Regions from separate parts of the Mus musculus genome. Here region 1 is linked to region 2. The links are chromatin contacts, called in public HiChIP or PLAC-seq maps. All regions are on one chromosome and are shown on one strand. Each heading gives the region's core, a stretch centred on a gene start, on an enhancer-like site or on the middle of the called end of the contact. The rest is flanking DNA. Distances are from core to core; before and after follow the strand shown.

The links. HiChIP or PLAC-seq counts read pairs in DNA pulled down with a chosen protein or histone mark.
Region 1: an H3K27ac HiChIP or PLAC-seq map of embryonic stem cells shows a contact between it and region 2, with 4 times the contacts expected there. The contact joins the enhancer-like site here to the promoter of Uggt1 in region 2. A contact is called at or near these places in 1 of 39 promoter capture datasets (the C10 cell line), 2 of 15 datasets of contacts at CTCF or cohesin (embryonic stem cells and pro-B cells), 10 of 484 Hi-C or Micro-C datasets (B cells, the HL-1 cell line, double positive thymocytes and 4 more), 3 of 115 datasets of contacts at active chromatin or transcription factors (embryonic stem cells and stem cell-derived neural progenitor cells) and 2 of 9 other capture datasets (adipose tissue and embryonic stem cells).

Annotation. Positions count from the first base shown.
Region 1 is chr1:35,821,560-35,824,581 of GRCm38.p6, forward strand. No RefSeq gene overlaps it. Among named protein-coding and RNA genes, the nearest start is that of 1110002O04Rik, 47 kb to the right of the region's middle. Within about 2 kb of position 1,387, at least 13 of the 459 cell types and tissues checked have an H3K27ac peak or open chromatin away from gene starts, as enhancers often do. A contact at or near this core is called in embryonic stem cells, where this site is marked.
Region 2 is chr1:36,242,716-36,245,930 of GRCm38.p6, forward strand. It overlaps Uggt1 (UDP-glucose glycoprotein glucosyltransferase 1), which reads right to left and starts at 1,587. Exons shown (of 41, transcript NM_198899.2): 1 at 1,355-1,587. The coding sequence starts at 1,412. It overlaps Gm39625 (a long non-coding RNA gene), which reads left to right and starts at 1,594. Exons shown (of 2, transcript XR_865343.3): 1 at 1,594-1,768.

The DNA.
Region 1 (3,022 bases), core at 137-2,636, 420 kb before region 2:
ATAGGGAATTGCAGACTGCTCTGCCTTGTAATAATAGCTCTTGGCTCCCTTGGACCCAATTTATTATCCCTCAGTTACCTCAACTGTAAAATGGCCAGAGTTTATATTGACATGGTTCCGTTAAGGAATAGATCAGTTCATGAGTCAAGGACAGAGTTAGATAATGATAAAGATAGTAATATGGATGATGATGATGAAGATGGTGATGATGGTGATGATGGTGGTGGTGGTTGTACTTCATCAAGTCTGAGATGCTGAGTACTGCAGGGCTCTAGGAATTAACCTAACTGGGGTAGCATGGGAATGAGGAAATGGCAGACCCACAGGCACACAGACAGAAAAGCTGGGCTCAAGTGTTTTCTGACAGAGAAGCTGCGGCACCATGGAAGCCGCATTTCCATGTTCTTGCTATCCACAGTTGAACAAGCAACCAATGATGGCATACAGGTAAACAAGAATTGGGCTCGTTATATCCCTCTGAACAAGGAGGCAGCTTAGCTTATCCTTGCAGGGAAGCGGTTTTCGGGCCACACACAAACACCTGGAGAGATAAAGCCAGTGGTGGATACTTTCTCACGTACTGTCAACACTTGAACTCAGCCCCTGAAGGGTTTCTTTTTTGCCTCACATGGGGTGTAGGGTTCCTTGACATGGCAATGTCCATGTCAAACAGGTGTCAAACAGTACACATTCACTCGGGACTTACCTCTCTCCCTACACACAGACATAAAGAGTAGCAGAATGAAAACTCCGATTCATTCGAGTCAGTCCCTGTTCTCATATATGCCACCTCCTTTTCCCAGTGTCATGTAGTTTCAACACGTTTCTCCTCTCTTATTACTCCCTAGGCAGCTCGATGCAAGCCCCGCCCCACCCACCACAAGCCCCGCCCCACCCACCACAAGCCCTGCCCAGCCCAGCCCACCATGTTCTTATTCACTTTTTTTTTAAAGGCACCTTTGCATATGACCTCTGCACAGCCCCAGGATGATGAGCTGCGTGCTGCTGGGGAGGCGCACTGCTGTGTGAATAACCAGAAACTCTCACATCCGCAACATCTGGCCCCTGCAGCGCTCGGAGGAGCTAATGAAATATTCAGAGGCTGGCCGCTACAAATTGGGATGCAGAGGTCTCACCCTCCCTTGGCTTTCAATTTCCTTTTTTCGGAGTTTAGTTCTCCAATATCAATTTCTGTTTGTGATAAATATTTAAGCACTCCGCCTGCCAGGCTCGCAACACAGGGGTGCTCCAAGCTATGAAGCCCCAGAGCCTCTGGCCACTCGGCCAGCCGACCTGGATCACACGCAGGGAAGATTGCCAGAAGGACTCTACTCTGTATCCCTACAACAACTGAAAAAAGATCTCACCCTTAGGCTTGTCCTCTGTGTCCAATCAAAGACTGCAACTCTCATCACACTGTCTTCTAACCCATCCCACTGCCCAGCCAAAGACTGATCTAGGGCCCAGCAGGACATCAATATGCGGATATCAAAGCAGTTAGACCAAGACCAACAGAGAAGCCTGTTGCAAAACTAGAGTAACCTGGGAGCAGAGCCCTCGGAGGCTGCTCTGCGGCCTGCATACTCTGTCCATTCTCCCAAGGATTCTCACTGTTCCCTGGCTTTACCCAGCCAACCCTGCTTCTCCTTTACCTCTCCTCCTCTTTTTTTTTTTTTTTTTTTTTGAAACAGTTTCTTGTTTCCCACTAACGCCTCAAACTCACTATGTAGTCAAGGATGGCCTTGAACCTCTGATCCTCCTGTCTCTAGTGGGAGAAGGGGCCTGCTTCTAATGTACTTATTGATGTGAGCATCAAATAACGTGGAGGGAAGGACTGACTGCCCCAGGTTTTTGCTCAGAGCCTCTGCAAGAAAGGATATGGTCTCCCTTGAGAGGAGTTTCCACTGCCAAAATTGAAGAGAACCTACTATCCTCTCTCTGGGACTTCAAGGATGCTAGGCAAATGCTCTACCAACTGAGCTACATCCCCAGCTTCCTCTCTGTTCTTCACGACACAAGTCTCTGATCCTTTAACTTCGGGACATCACTCTGGGCCTTATGAGGCTCTTGGAGTTTGTGATATGGGGATGGGGGGGTGGGGTAACATCCGTAGAACTTTATCTATGTGGCACTGCGGTTATCAATATCCCTGTGTCTTCCAGGTGCTGACCAGTCTTCCAGCCAACCAGTGGTTGTGAACAGCATGCAGACAGCCCTTCAGGCAGTAGACTCCAGGGCCTGCTTGCCAGTCAACTGTTCTCACATTCTCCCAGAAGAATTTGGCTCACCAGCTGTTTCCTTTGCCTCTCCTTGACCAAAAAAAAAAAAAAAAAAAAAAAAAAAAATCAATGACACCAGAATTGTATTGATTAGGGCACTTTGAGGCTCTGTTTCTCCTCTCAGCCTTCCAAAACAGGAAGCAGTCAGCCAGAGGAGCTCCAGAGGACCCCATGGGTTGGCTCTTTTAGGGCTAGCTGTTCTTGCCTCTGCCAGTCCCACAGTTCCCACTTAAATGAAATGATGCCTGGCAACAGTTTCCAGCATGGGCCGGGGCCGGGGGGGGGGGGGGGGGCATTCCAGTGCGCGCAAACCCATATGGCATAAACTGCAAAGAGACCCTCTCTCCAGGCCAATCCCTGCAGTAAGTCTGAAAGAAAACCCTGAGCTCAGACAACTCTGACCCTCAGAGAAGGCTTCCTTGTCCTGCACTTGTCCACACTGACTTTTGCAGTCTCTTCAATGCTCTGCAGCCACTGCTGAGGCGGCTGACACATCCCAGCAATTAGCTGTACGCCCCCAGGAAAAGGCGGCAGTCTGCACGTGTCTAACACATCTTGATAAAGCCATCTGCAGACGAAGGAAAGTTTACACAGGTGTCAGCACCGTTTACAGAGAAAGTTTACGGGGGCGTACGAAGCTGCATGGGCACCCACAGATGCCTGAAAAGCAAGTGGCCACAGGGTTTCTCGTTTGGATGTCCAGGGGCAGGGGATTGGAGGCGGGGGGGGGGGGTGGTGGTGCG
Region 2 (3,215 bases), core at 337-2,836:
CTTAGCTCCATCTATTCCCCAATAGTTAAATGCACACTAAGATACCCTGCTACTTTACAAAGTATTGTTTTACCTCTTTTAATAAAATTTTGGGTCCGGGGAGATGGCTCAATGGATAAAGGCAATAGCTACAAAGCCTGAAAACTTGAATTCAATCCCCAGACCCCCATGGTGGAAGGAGAGAGCCATCCTTTAAAGTTGTCTTCTGGTCTCTACATAACAAATTCATATTCTCTCTCCCACCTCTTGATATAGACAAACAGTCAGACAGAGAGACAGACATTTAATTTGTGTCTCTATATCTAGATCCTCTCTCCCTTTCTCTTCCTCCCTCAAGAAAGCAAAAAAGAAAGTTTTAGCAAGATGGCTCTGTGGGTAAAGGCTCTTGCCATGCAAGCCTGGTGACCTGAGATTGAGCCCTAAAAAGAAAGCCACACAGAGGTGGATGGAGAAAGCTAACTCCACTAAGTTGTCCTGTATACACACAACAAAATCTAAGTAAACAAAATAAAATTTTTTATTTAAGAAAGAAAAGTTTCAGCTAAGTTTACCAAAAACAAGTCAAGTGGAAAGGCTACAATCTGCTCCAGTTTTGTAGTGTTAACTAGCTTTGTAAAATGTCTCCAAGCAGATCTGGTGGTGGCCGGGATTCCAAGGGTAGCCTATGATCCTGAGACCCTACCTCCAAAGGGGTAGGACAAGCAAACAGACATGACTATGTCTTCATGCGTTTGGCAGTGTACAAGGTATTACTAGGAAATAAAGAACTTTATACTACAATAAGCTTGCACGGGCACAGATGTTTCCAAGGCACTGCAAGGGCAAGATCATAGGTCTCAGAACAAACAAAACACTCTCTCCATTTCAAACCTGGCAACAAATGCAGAACAAGAGAGCTTTCAGCCCAGCAGCAAGAAGAGCTCACGATCACAATGTTTTGGAGATGCACAGATCACAAGCTAAAAGTGAAGTGAACCGTCCAATTTCACGCCAAGAGATCTTATCACCCACAGATGCATCACCTGAACTCAGAAACCTATAAAAACGCCAACTCGTTTCTCCAGAATCATGCAAAATGCTGATTCTCAACCTACTTAGGGTCAGACTTGGTCTAAAGTCCTGGGGGCGCTTCCTCCTCCTACACTTCAAACAGGGTCAGGACTGCTGGAGTGAGCCCGCCGCCACTCTGTCCCCAGAAGACCGCTGGGGACGACTTGAGGCGCTCGTGGAGAGAACACTGGAGGGAAAACCGAGTCAGAGTACAAGAGGAAGCCCAAGGTGACTCGGACTCACGGTCGCCTCCCGCGCTGGCCCCTCTCCTGTTCCCGAGGCCTCCCCACGCCACCCAAGGTACCTGTCACCCGCCGCGCAGCCGCGGCATCCGCAGTGTTCGCATCCCCCCGGCTGCACATGCCCGGGCCGCGCTTCGTCCACTCCGGTGTCTGCAACGACGCCTGGGCAGGGCGGAGCAGCGGCGATCGCCGGGGAGGCTGCGCCAGTGAGAAGCCGACACGCGCCTTTCCCGCCGCTCCTCACAAGCCGGTTTCTCAAAGCAATAACCCAGTTGCCAGCTGCCCCTGCACTTCCGCTTCCTAGAGGCGAAGGCAGGACGACTTCCGGCTATCGAGTGCGGCGGGGGTTTGCCAGAGAGTCCCGCAGCGGCCATGAAACCGGCATAAGACCCGCCCCTTCTCTCGGCCCCTCCCCTCTCCTGGTTGAGCCAGCTCGCCTCCTGAATTTAAGATCCTAGAAGACCCAGTTCAAGCAGGTGAGCTTCAAGGCGCAGTCCAACCGCCCCGGCAGATAGTTATTTCAACCTTTTTCTCCCTATTTTTATTATTTATTCCTCTCAAGTTAAATAAACGTACACAAACTCAAGACACAAAAAGCAGAAGAAGCTCATGCTGGGCGTGGTGGCACACACCTTTAATCCCAGCACTCGGGAGGCAGAGGCAAACGGATTTGTGAGTTCGAGGGCAGCCAGGGCTATACAGAGAAACCCTGTCTCGAGAAAAAAAAAAAAAAAAAAAAAGGCAGAAGAATCTCTGTGAGTTCAAGGCCCTATCTCAAAAGGAAGAAAAAGTTATAAATTTGTTTTAGAGTATGTGATGTTGGTTAATGCAGAGATCCATAACTAGTCAAACTGACTGAGACTAAATGATCTCAGCTCTGACTGAAACACCTATATCACCACCTCCAAGACCCAAGCAGCATCAGGGGAAAAGAAAGCAAAAAAGACAAAGGTTCTTGCTGCTAAGCTGGAAACCTAAGCTCAATTCCCAGAATACACCGCAAACGCCAGGCACGGGCTGCGGAGATGACTCAGTAGACAAAGTATTTGCTGCCCAGATGTGAAGACTACAGTTCAGATCTCCAGGACCCCTGTAGAAATTGTAGTAATAGCTACCTGTAATCCCAGTTCTCAGGAGGCAGAGACAATTCCTCTGGCAAAGTGGCTAGCCACACTAGCCAGAATTCTTGAGCTCAAGAATTCTACCTCAATAAATACCGAGTGACTGGGGAAAATACGAAGTGTCAATTGAGCTTGTGTGCAGGCACACACATATATTCATACATACACACACACACAGGCATACATACGTGCATGCACACACACACATACACACACACACACATAACATACTAGCCAAGTAAACACTGGAGGTAGAGACAGGCAGAACTTTGGGTCTTACTGGCCAGCAAGCTACCAGCCAAATGGGTGTGGTTCAGACTAGTGAGAGACACTCTCAGAAAACCAAACTGGACATTGTCCTGAGAAATGACAGCTGAGACTAATCTTTAGCTTGCACACCCATGCACACACATGTGTACCAAATTGGAGACACTGACTTGCACACATGTGTGCCAACCTGGAGACACTCACACAGAGAAGAAAGAGAGAGAACGCAAGCACTGACCGTTACTCCAAATCTTCTCTCCGACTTTTGAAGTGGCACATTTGTCCTCTGAAATCAGTGCTCTGTAGATTTTTTTTATTATTATTATTATTATTATCTGTTTAATGTTGTGAGGGCAGGAGCGACATCTGTGCCTTTTATAGGTAGAACAGAAACAATGAGTCTACAACTTGGAACACTTGAGGTGAGTTAGTGGCAGAATTCAGGTCTCTACATGACCAGCGCTGCTCAACAGACATAAAGTGTCAGCCAGGGCAGGTGAGATGGCTCAGCAGGTAAGAGTGGCTGGCAACAAGT